4 separate regions of the Mus musculus genome follow, and regions 1, 2 and 3 are each linked to region 4. The links are chromatin contacts, called in public HiCAR-type, HiChIP or PLAC-seq and promoter capture Hi-C maps. All regions are on one chromosome and are shown on one strand. The core of a region is the stretch at or near the end of the contact, and the rest is flanking DNA. Distances in the headings are between cores, read along the strand shown. Region 1 holds the start of Chpf (chondroitin polymerizing factor). Region 2 holds the start of Gmppa (GDP-mannose pyrophosphorylase A). Region 3 holds the start of Inha (inhibin alpha). Region 4 holds the start of Epha4 (Eph receptor A4).

Region 1 (2,813 bases), core at 95-2,594, 2.0 Mb before region 4:
CACTGTTGCAGATGCTCCCTGCAACATGAATATGCTGTCAGCCCCGCCCCCCCAATATGTCCTATAAATGATGTGTAGAAGCATACGGCATAGTGGTGTAGAGAATGTCTTTTGGAGAGGGGCAAACTAAGGCAGTGACTCACCTTCCTAAGGTAGAAGGTAAGTTGTACAACTGGAATTCACTGTTACTTAGAAGAAATTACTTCAATGCGTGGGCAGAGACATCAATGTGATGAGTACATTCCTCCCTCTCCCATCTCATCCCAAGGTGGCCCTTGAAACCCATCTAGGAATGAAATACAGGTAAATTCCAGTTCCCTCCTTTTTCTTTCCCCCTCTTTATACACTTATCCTCTTTAACACTCATTTTTCTAATCCTAAACAGACCAGTGGGGGGCTAAGAGGGTCTTTGGAGTATAATTGGGTGGAGTCGGTTTAGCTCAGCTCAGATCCGGACGGGATCCAGAAAAAGCTTCAAACTGGCCCTCTGTCTCCCTGCAAGCAGGGTCATAGGAAGTAATCGAGGCCCAAGGACTTCCTGGCCGGCCGGCCCCTTCCTTCCGGAGCCTGACCCGGCCTCTGGCGGCCTCCCTAGCGCGCGCATCCTGGCTGGTGCCTGCGGGGGGGGGGGGGGGGGTGTTAGGGCGGACGGAGTGGATCAGTACCTGACGGCCTTCTTGGTGGCCTGGCCTGGCTGCGCGGGATGGTAGGGCAAGACACGAGGCTCCCAGCTCTCACCGGTGCCTGCGCCGGCCCCGGGCCTCTCGCGCTCGGATCCGGGCTGCACCGAGTTGGGCCGGCGCGCCGCGTTGGTGTTGCCGCGCGGCGGCAGCTCAGAGTCTCCGGGTTGGGGCGGCCCGGGTCCGCAAGGCTCCTCCACCCAGGTGACGCTGAGCAGGCTCAGGGTGAAGCCCAGAGAGATGCCCACGGCCACGGGCCCCGCGGGCCGCAGCACGGACAGCAGCAGCGACGCCCGCATGGCGTCCCGACAGCGGGTCCCCGGCCCCCGCGTAGCCCGAGGCGGCTCCGAGGGGGCGGGACCGAAGAGGGGGCGGATCCGGAGGGCCCAGGCCCAGCAGGCGGGCCCGCTCCCTCCCCGCCGAGCAGAGGTAGGAGCTCAAGCCCGGAATCCCCGGGCGGGTCGGCCGCCCTTAGAGCAGCACTGCGCGCCCGGGCCTCCAAGGCGGCCGCTGTCCGACGTGTCACCGACAGGGCCCCGCCCCCGAGGTGGGGTCTAGCCGTCAGCTAGCGGAGAGGGACGAAGGGGAGGAGGTTAAAGGGGAAGGACCCCCGGAAGTGCCCCCTCCTCAGCGCCGGAGAGGCAGACGCCGGGGGCGGAGTCCCCTGTCTCCCCCCTGCGTGGTTGGTGCGTCCCGGATGACGTCAGAAGCAGCCCGCCCCTGCCAGGATGGTGCACCCTGAGTGACGTCAGGAGCAGAGGCCGGAGCTGTCCATCAGCACCAAAGGCCGCCAGCGGGCTCAGGGCATGGGGCCGCGGCTCCGGGACAGCCCGAGCTCCTGCTCCTTTCCCTTCCCCGAGCCGGGCGCGAGTCTGTGGAGCTGCAGTGCCAGCCGGTGTCGGAGGTGGGGCGACGACGCCGTCGCACAGAGACCCGTCTCTCCGGCCCAGCAGCCCCCTTCGCACGGCAGACTTTGCCCGGACCCCAGTCAGTCAGAGCCTCTGGTGTCCTACAACCCCGGCTCCTCCGGCCCCTGCACACCCTCCTTTGCTCGGAAGCTCCGGTCACCTCCGGCCCAGGTAGATCTTGGACAATTCCAAATTGAGCCTCCCACAGATGGTGCTCAGGCTGCCTCTTTTTGCCAGCGGCACCCTCCCTCTCCTCGTCTAGCCCCATCTAGTCCCTCTTTTAAGTCCATCCCAGCCGCCTCTAGCCAGGCACTTGTTTCCCTTTGTCTCTGCTCCCCGTTCCAGAGATGCTTCTAGAGCTGCCTGATGTGGGCAACCATTCCTTTGTCCACTGTGCCCTTGCTGAATTCCCCCACTCGCACTGTTATTGTAGTGGAGACCCACAACTGACTCTTGACCCCAATTTCCTCCCTGTCAGGTTGTCCTGGGAGGGTGACCCCCTTCCATTCCCGGCGCTATGCCGGGTACTATGGAAACTCTGCGGTTTCAGCTGCTGCCCCCGGAGCCGGATGACACCTTCTGGGGTGCACCTTGTGAACAGCCTCTGGAGCGCAGGTATCAGGCACTGCCGGCCCTCGTCTGCATCATGTGCTGTTTGTTTGGAGTCGTCTACTGCTTCTTTGGTGAGATCCCCCTCGTTCCTCACCTGTGGCCTTCTACTGTTTCCCTAAAGTTCCTTTTTCTGGTGTCTCGAGAATCATTTCCACCCCATCCCACCCCCACCCCCACCCCACCCTCATGGCGGTATCATTCTCTTGCTGATCACAAGTATATTTGTAGATCATTGACTCTAGATTCTACAGAGAGCAGGTTTTGAATTAGGCTCTTTGAGTTTGAACCGGGCTCTGTATGTTAGTCACTGTGATGTAATGGGCATGTTAACCTGGGTCTCAGCTTTTTCACTTGGACAAAGACAACAGTGTTTGTCTCATATAGACAAGAATTAGTAGGTGGTCAAAGAATAATGACTATCGTAGCGAAGATATGTTTGGATCACTTAGGATAAGCAGACTAAAATAAAATAATAAAAACTCTTAGCATGGTTCCTTACCACAGGGCATATTGCATGGTGGGGGCGAGACCTGGAATATTCACACTTGTGATACATATCAGAGTGGGCTGGATGGTAGTCATACAAATGGAGATCGCCTACAAGGCAGATTCC
Region 2 (2,700 bases), core at 77-2,576, 2.1 Mb before region 4:
GATAAAATGTAAAGGCTAGTCATCTGTCCAATAACATACTGTGAATTCAAATGCATCGTGTGGAGTTAGGGCCAGATATTCCTCATCTCATGGTGATGCTCGTGTCCTATGGTCAGGTTCCCCTGTCCTTTGTTGAGTCCATGCTAAGATATAAAAGGGACCTCAAAGACGCCATGGCAGCACTGACTGCCCACTCCATGTCTGCCAGACCAAGCACGGGTAGGACATTGAGGACCACGACAGGGAGGTCTAGGATCTGCAGCTAAGGCAGGGCTGAGACTGGGACCTGTGTAGTATTGTTCCCAGAAACTGGACTGCAAAGAATGAGCTTTATAATTAACGCTCATTACACACACAGATAAACTGACCCACAGATCTGCCCTCCGTCTCTCCACACCTTCCCCAGGGTGTAGAGATTGGTCCTAACACCACCAGCGCCTTACCATTCCCCAGGACTACCCCAGGACATGGCCCAAGGCTTCCTCAGGTGGACATGGCTTGAAAGGGACCATCAGACCTTTTTACCCTGGCTGCGATCCCAGGTGCTGGTGGGATCCAAACCCTCTTCTGCCTTGCTTAATAAAACTGCTTTCCTGGCTGGAGAGATGGCTCAGTGGTTAAGAGCACCGACTGCTCTTCTGAAGGTCCTGAGTTCAAATCCCAGCAACCACATAGTGGCTCACAACCATTCGTTAATGAGGTCTAACGCCCTCTTCTGGTGCATCTGAAGACAGCTACAGTGTACTTAGATATAATCTAAAAAACAAAAATAAAACAAAATTGCTTTCCTTCTGATCCTCCTCGTGCTTGTTTGTTTTGTTTTCCATCGCCATTTCCTCTCCCTGCCTGCCCCCCCCCCCATATTTATTCCAAGACCCACAGGCCAAGGTCACAGAATGTTGGAGTCACTAGGAAATCTGGAAAGCTCATTTTACAGGTAGTAGTCATCCGGAATAGGATTTCTCTCAGTGTCAAATTTCTCAGCTGGACAAATTTTGGAACTGTGATTGCTCCTTTTCTTTTGCTCAGTCTAGGCTCAGCCCCTCCAGGCTGTTCCAAAGCTGGCCACCCAGGGGATTGTCCTGTGACTTAGTGCTCCGCTGCCCCTGAGCCCATACTGGAAAAGCTTAGGTCTCAATCTCAAGTTTCCAGGCCTAACTTCTTAGCCCCCATCCTTACTCCTCTCTCTCCTCAGTTAAGCCTTGTCCTACGGTGACTTGACGGAACGCACCAGGTTTCCAGCACGTTTCCCAAGTGTCTTATTGGAGTTGGAGAGAGAACGTTTTCAAAACTACAATTCCCAGCAGCCCCCGCGAAAGAGCTCTCGCGGGTTGTAAGGAGACACGTACGCGGAAGGAGCAAGCAGTGGCAGGCGGCAGAGCTGGCGTAAAGGGAGCTAGTGGTAAAAGGATCTACATGGTGGAGGGGGTGGTGGGCAGGGTAAGGTGTAGCAGACGGACCCTGGACGTAGGGAGGGCTCACAGGGCCTGTCTTTCTCTCCTCATGCCCACGCTTGTGTTGGTTCTATAACCAATGGCTACGAGAAACTGACGTCTATTGGACTGACTCAGTTGTGGGGTCCAGGTCAGCAATCAATCTTTGGAATCCAGAGATTCCGCACCAGTGGTCGGTATGCGCACGGCTGGAGTAGTAGGCTCAGCGTTTGACATGTCAACGGAACCTGTCTTTTGATTCGAGCACATGTAGGTAGTTGTAGAATTCACAGTCAGCACCTAGAGGTGTTAGGGTTGGTGCTCATCAAATGCAGATTGATGTTAGTTCTGTACTTGGGGCGCATTCATAGGATTAAAATTAAATACCCAGAGCTCACTCAAGGTTTGTGGTTCCATATTCACCGCTGGGATTCGGAGTTGAACAGCTAGAAGGAGGAAGCAGTCATTTGCAAGGCACTGGGACTAGAGGTTTCAGGGTTTTGAGATCTGGGGTCAGAGAAGGGGGTCCGTTGAGTACCCGTGTTTACATAATTTGTTCACGGCCAAAGAGAAGTCATTAGAGATAAAAGGGAGGGCTGCAGGGTTTTGAAGCCATCTGAGTTCTGGATTGGGATGAATTTCGTGATTGTGTGCCCAAGGAGGGACTATACTGAACTTTTGTGTTTACATCCTAGGAAAGGACTATGTGTTGTAATTATTCTGTTGTGGTTTGAGGTTTAGGTAATAGCGCTCATCATGCTCAAAGCTGTGATTCTCATTGGAGGCCCCCAGAAGGGTGAGGAGATGGGGGACAGGGGAGCGGGTAGGCTGGAGAGGTCGGTGGGGTTGGGACACAAGGAAATAGGAAGCTAAAACGTTCTCCTGTCCTCTCAGGGACTCGCTTCAGGCCTTTGTCTTTTGAGGTGCCCAAACCTCTGTTTCCTGTGGCAGGCGTTCCCATGATCCAGCACCATATAGAAGCCTGTGCCCAGGTAACCCCACACTTCCTGCCCCTCTCCTTCATGGTGTGTGTCTGTCTTCCATTTCCCAGCTGCCATCTTTTCCCACCAACTACGGCTCCACGGGCTGCCATTCACAGGCGTCTGAGCACTGCTTTGGGCAGCCAGTCCTGGTGACTTCCCTGCCTCTTGCTGCTGCTCAGATTTCACACTTAGTTTTACAGTATGGAATGTGAAGCCAGGCAGGGATCTTAAAGAATAAGCTAGAGCCATAGCAGGGGGAATCAGTGATAAAGCGCAGAGCACCT
Region 3 (2,700 bases), core at 63-2,562, 2.0 Mb before region 4:
GGCCTCCCACCTGGCACGTCAGCACCACCTCCTCCCCTCGCAGCACCCACTGGGACTGGGGCCCCGTCAGGAACTTCGGGGCGCCCTCCCCGGTGCCCGGTGTTGGCAGCGGACACTCGGAGGACTCGGGCTCCGGCTCGGGGGCCGGGGGTTCCAGCACGGTGACGGCGGCCGCCGCGTAGGCCTCTCCGGCCGCGTTGCGGGCGCGGCACACGTAGACCCCGGCGTCGGTGGGCAGCGCGCCGCTCAGCAGCAGGCCGTGCTCGGCGCCGTCCTCCGGAAAGCTTAGGCGCTCGGAGGCCACCAGCTGCTGCCCGCCTTTCTCCCACACGACAGTGGGCGGCGGCTCTCCCAGGACCACGCATTTGAGCTCGGCCTCCGCTCCACTTACCACCCGCACGGGCCGCGGGAAGCGTAGGAAACACGGGGGGCTCCCCTGATCCCCTGATCCGGCCTTCATTGCGGCCGCTGCAGATGGCTCGCCTGGGCGCGCGGGAAGGCCGGGAGCCGAGACCAGGGCGTGGCGGAGCGGGCGCCGGGACCGGTGGGACTCCTGTGACCGCTCGCCTCTTTACCCTGGACCCTGGCCGCAGCCCTGCTACGCGGCAATTCCCGGGCCGGGAGCCCAGAGCTCAGGGGGCTGTCCTTCCTGTTTGCCTGCTCAGCGAGGGGCCCTACAGCCTAGACTGCCCGCGGCCGGGCTTCCTGCTCTTGGGAGTCTCTCTTTCCAGCCCCCTCCCACAGCCTGGGCCTCTTTCTCCTCCCTCCCTCCCACCTCCGGCCTCCAGGTCTCCAACTGCGGGCCTGGCTTGGGCTTGAGTGACTTTGTCGCCTGCAGCTGCCAATCCCAAAAATATTCTCTGATGACACAGCTGGAGGACAAGAGCTCAGACTGGCTCCTCCAGGCTAAGTATAGAGCAGGCGGGACCACCTGCCCTCGGCCCAGAGCCTCAACCCTAGGTCTACCCTCCCACGTTGGCCTAGCAGCTGCTAGGATTGAAAAGAGCGCCAGAAAGTCTGAGGGGGGTGGTGCATTCTGTCCTTCTGACAAATGATTTGATGACTGGTCAACCTTAAGCACCCAGGCACCTGTGGTACCTGATGTAGATTCTATGTGTGTGTGTGTGTGTGTGTGTGTGTGTGTGTGTGTGTGTGTGTGTGTGTATTTGAGGAGTGGGTTGTATGCTTGCCTGAATGGGTCAGGTCACTTGGGGTGAATACCCATCACAGCCCCTTCCCCCACATTCTTGGCGGGAGTGGGAGATAAGGCTCAGGGCCACAGACATCTGCGTCAGAGATAGGAGGTCTCAATGCCATGGGCAGGGGCGACTGGGACTGTGGGGCGTGGGAAGGACTGGGGGAGACTGGGGTGAGAAGGGTAGAAGAAGGCCAGCAGTGGGATGGGGAGGGGACAGTGGGGAGGTCCTAGACAGAAAGGGCACAGGGCAGCGTGTGGGTTCCCTGTCATCAGGGCAAGTGAACTATGGTGAGCCAGCGGTCTCTGCTGCTCCTTTTGCTGTTGACCCTACGGGATGTGGACAGCTGCCAGGGACCCGAACTTGTCCGGGAGCTCGTCCTGGCCAAGGTGAAGGCTCTATTCCTAGATGCCTTGGGGCCCCCAGCAATGGATGGGGAAGGTGGGGATCCTGGAATAAGGCGTCTGCCTCGAAGACATGCCGTTGGGGGTTTCATGCACAGGACCTCTGAACCAGAGGAGGAAGATGTCTCCCAGGCTATCCTTTTCCCAGCTACAGGTAATGAAGTTGGGGATTGGCAGGTCAACTTTGAAGAGTAGCCGGTACCTACTTCATGGGCTTGGGAATCAGGCAGCTCTGGGTATGAATGGCAGCCCCACAACTCAGCTGGCTTTGCGGCAAGGGGCCAGTTCCTAAGCCCCTCTGATCGACATCAAACAGGTGGTAGCCTCTACCTCAACATCAGATAGGTGGTAGCCTCTACTTCTCAAGCGGGACTGATCCAGTGAGCCTAGCATGCCTGGAATACAAAAGGGGAAGCTAAGGCTCTGTAGAGACAGCTTCTGTTGCTGCCTGTGGTCTGTCCTGCGTTTTGTGCCCCCTACTCTCCCCAAGCCCCATCTGGCTCACTCTGAGGTCTCCTCGCTTCCCTGCCTTCATCTCCAGGCAGCGTAGTAGTAGTACCGAAAGTATGGATTTCATATCAAGTGGAATCCCAGTCTTGCCACTTACTAGCTGACTGTCAGCCGCCTCAGTGTCTTGTCTTGAGAATGGATCAGTTGTTAGAATTTGTAACGCGAGGGACTGTGTTCTAGTACGGCCCCAATTGCAGTCTTGACTACAGCTGGCCCATAATATTTCCCATAGTCTGTGTCCACTGGACCAGAAATGGCAGCTACACTTCCCTGGGAAGGGCTGACCTCTGCTCTCTTCTCCTTTCCCTTCCATTCTTTCTCTTTTCCTCCTCCTCTGTCTTCGTTAGTTTATGCATATGCCTGGAAATGCGGGGAGGTCAGAGGTTGACCCTGAACATCTTCCTTAGTCACTCTCCACCATTGTTTTTGAGTCAGTCTCTCACTGAACCAGGACCTCACTAATTAGTTAGCCTGACGGGTGTCTGTCTCCTCGGTCCTGTGAGATCGCATCCAGTTCTTTATGTCGGTCCTGGGATTGAACTCTGGTCCTAATGCAGACACAACAAGTACTTCAACTGAGCTGTCTCCCT
Region 4 (2,864 bases), core at 340-2,839:
ATGTGACGGAGTAGGGGAGAGACCACTCTTCTACCCCCACTGTCCCCTCCTCCGCCCCGGCACTGCCTGTGGGCAGGTGTACGACAAGGTCCAAACCTCTGCCTGGAGAGCTCCGGGTACCCTCTGTCTAGCCAAGCCTAAGTTGGTTTTTGGCTCCCTCCTTCGGAACAGAAAAAATGATAGTGGATTGCACAGGAATAGCTAGATGGACTGATGCCTGGGGAGACGGAGGCTGGCTGGCTGGATGGATAGATAGATGGATGTACGGAGTGGGAAGAATCGATGAGACAGATGCACAGCTAATGCGCGCAGGTTGGAACACGAACACAGGCCGGAGCCCACGTTCACACACTGTGCGCACTCGCTTACCCGGCACAAAACGTCCAGGTTCCTGCAGACACCCGCGCCAGGCACACATTTGCCCTCAAACACACACACACACACACACACACACACACACACACACACACACACACACACACGAGAGGAGGGGGAGAGAGACAGACAGAGATAGAGAGACAGGGACACATAAGGACAGAAATAGACACAGAGAGTGTTCCTTTCCCCCTAGGCCCATCACAAACTAAATGGTCACCACCTCTCCCCTCACCTCGGACAGAAAAACAGACAAACAATCCTTCCAGAACGTCGCAATAGACAAACAGAAAACGGCACACGAATGGGTCCCGTCGGTCATGCCTGTCCTTCTAGACTAGTCCAGTACCCCATACTGGAGAGAGAAGCTTACAGTGGGGTATGTTTAATTCGCTGACTGGTCCCCTAGTTTTGCTGGATGAGCTAAGGATCTGGGGTAGGGGAGAGGTAGGCCTGAGATTGCAACCTCCAGGGTGCGCGGCCCGATGGAGAAAAAGGTGTCTGAGGCCCGGTGCTAGAAATCAGGTCACCGGCGCCCGACAAGCGGCGCCACCACCGCTGCGCGCTCCGGAGACCAAGCAGCCGGGTCCCGGGAAGCGCTGCGCTGGGAAAACTTTGCAAAAACCCGGGCTCGCAAGGCTTGGACAAGAGGCCGGGCGCTCTGCGCTCTACGTTTGGGTTTCCCTTCTCGCCTGTGCTGCTGATGTAGAGGACTTTGCTCACACGTTTTTTTGTTTTGTTTTCAAATCCCGGTGTATCCCCTCGGGGCGCCTTGAGCCGGCCCTGCAGGCGGATGCTGATAAACTTTGGCCTTTCGCTACAAACTTGGGCAGAGTGGCAGCTTGCATCGGTCACCCTTCTCAGTTCAGACAGCCTGATCCTCCTCAGTCCCCACTTAAGAGGATCCCCTCTGTTCGGCACTCTTCTCCGGAGTGGGAACGCGAGGCTCATGCCGCGCTCTCCACCCCCCGCCCCCCACCCTAACTGGTTCTGAGCTCCAGAAGACCATTCATCAGTGAATCACCCCCTCCGGGTCCCGGACCGCATAAGGGCTGCCGGGCTCTTACCTTCATTCGCGGGGTATACCCTAGAACCGGTGACAGCGTCGCAAATTCCAAAGAGAAACGAAAAGAGGATGAAATAGAAAATCCCAGCCATGGTTCGCCGGTGCCAACGCTGCTCCTGCCGCTTCTATCCCAGTGGAATAAATGCTTAAGTTAGGAGTGCAGCAGTCTGAAGACATTGCCAAGAGGGTGGGACCGGCCCGTGACGTACACCCGCCAGTCCAGAGCTCGTGACCAATAGCAGTGCAGAACCAGCGCCACGTCCCCACCCCCACGGTGCAGAGCCCACCCCCGAGGTCCCGCCCCCTCCAGCCTCCGCAGGGCTCAAGGTCTCCCGAGGCTGGCTTCCCAGCAGTGATGGGTCTGTGCCCCCACGAGAGGCCCCAGACCTTGTCTCGATCCTTGGGGATCGATCCCTTGGACGGCAGAGGGAACTTCGAGAGACTCCGAAAGGACGGTGGGGAAGGCCAGAAAACGTTGGCATTCCCCGCCCGGCCCCAAGTCCGGAGGTGTGCGAGGGAGAAAAGACTCCTGTTGAGATGAAATAAGTCTGAAGTTGACCTGCACCTTGGCTCTTGCCCCTTGCCGAGGTCGTCGGGTCTCTGTACTGTCCACCCCAGCTAAGGTCGGGCGCTCTCTGCTGCACGCAGCCACCCTCACTGCCAGGTTTTGTGTCTTTATGGCGTTCCTCCGTGGGAAATGCTTTGGGCTGGGGGACTTTCGTAGCTTGATAATTCCTTTCCTTCTTAGTTACCTAGCCAGGGGGACCCAGTCATCTCCCCAGCAGCAGAGCGCGGTCACTTGTCCCCAATCTTCCTAACGTTTGGAAGTGATCCCTGGCCAGGTCCGGGTGTTCACATCGACCGAGCCCACTACGGGACTATGAAGGGAGAAATCACCTCGCGACAGCCCTAGCTACCGGGAACTCACTGTGCTTTCCAGGGAGTGTCCCTGGAACCACTTCTAGCCATTCCTGGACACTTAGGTGTAGAAGGGGAAGGTTGTAAGAATGCGAGCACCTGCTGCACAGAAGGGACAGACAGAGGGTCGCAAGCTGCCTGGAGCAGCTACTGTGGCTCTGAACTCCGAAGTCTCCCCGGTACTGATGGGGACAGTCTCCCAGGGGACCAAAATGAGAGGCTCTACCCGCAGAAACTTGTCCCACAACCCCGCGTTGTTCTGGGTGCCAACCATCGACTTCCCAGGGACGCAGACACCATCCGGTCCTCCGATGCTCAGGCCACCGGGGAAGCCAATTTGAGCGCCAACCGCAGCTCAGCTAGCTACCAAGGGACCCGCCCCAGTTGAAACTGGGTGGCTGGTCCCCAGGCGTTTGAAGGGGTGGGATTCCAAAAGATCCACCTTCCGTGCTCGCCTCAAGCTGCCCCTCCTTTGGCTCCCTCCCGGGCCAGATTTTCCTCCTCC

What was found. Promoter capture Hi-C pulls out the DNA fragments that hold promoters and counts their contacts. HiCAR-type assays count read pairs that join an accessible place to other places. HiChIP or PLAC-seq counts read pairs in DNA pulled down with a chosen protein or histone mark.
Region 1: a HiCAR-type map of astrocytes shows a contact between it and region 4, with 6 times the contacts expected there. The contact joins the promoter of Chpf here to the promoter of Epha4 in region 4. A contact is called at or near these places in 2 of 39 promoter capture datasets (hippocampal neurons and liver), 5 of 484 Hi-C or Micro-C datasets (B cells, cerebellum, cerebral cortex and 1 more) and 8 of 115 datasets of contacts at active chromatin or transcription factors (astrocytes, embryonic forebrain, embryonic midbrain and 3 more).
Region 2: a contact with region 4 is called in a promoter capture Hi-C map of maxillary cranial neural crest. The contact joins the promoter of Gmppa here to the promoter of Epha4 in region 4. A contact is called at or near these places in 5 of 39 promoter capture datasets (hippocampal neurons, liver, maxillary cranial neural crest and 1 more) and 2 of 115 datasets of contacts at active chromatin or transcription factors (differentiating embryonic stem cells and embryonic forebrain).
Region 3: a contact with region 4 is called in an H3K4me3 HiChIP or PLAC-seq map of craniofacial prominence, with 7 times the contacts expected there. The contact joins the promoter of Inha here to the promoter of Epha4 in region 4. A contact is called at or near these places in 3 of 39 promoter capture datasets (embryonic stem cells, hippocampal neurons and liver), 6 of 115 datasets of contacts at active chromatin or transcription factors (astrocytes, craniofacial prominence, embryonic forebrain and 2 more) and 1 of 9 other capture datasets (embryonic stem cells).

The regions. Positions count from the first base shown.
Region 1 is chr1:75,478,127-75,480,939 of GRCm38.p6, forward strand. Chpf (chondroitin polymerizing factor) reads right to left here and starts at 1,345. Exons shown (of 4, transcript NM_001001566.3): 1 at 666-1,345. The coding sequence starts at 979. Tmem198 (transmembrane protein 198) reads left to right here and starts at 1,406. Exons shown (of 5, transcript NM_177056.4): 1 at 1,406-1,759; 2 at 2,067-2,271. The coding sequence starts at 2,106.
Region 2 is chr1:75,434,610-75,437,309 of GRCm38.p6, forward strand. It overlaps Gmppa (GDP-mannose pyrophosphorylase A), which reads left to right and starts at 1,327. Exons shown (of 13, transcript NM_001357170.1): 1 at 1,327-1,703; 2 at 2,169-2,229; 3 at 2,328-2,425. The coding sequence starts at 2,190.
Region 3 is chr1:75,505,765-75,508,464 of GRCm38.p6, forward strand. Inha (inhibin alpha) reads left to right here and starts at 1,313. Exons shown (of 2, transcript NM_010564.5): 1 at 1,313-1,754. The coding sequence starts at 1,484. It overlaps Obsl1 (obscurin-like 1), which reads right to left and starts at 688. Exons shown (of 20, transcript NM_178884.5): 1 at 1-688. The coding sequence starts at 460.
Region 4 is chr1:77,513,499-77,516,362 of GRCm38.p6, forward strand. It overlaps Epha4 (Eph receptor A4), which reads right to left and starts at 1,590. Exons shown (of 18, transcript NM_007936.3): 1 at 1,443-1,590. The coding sequence starts at 1,533.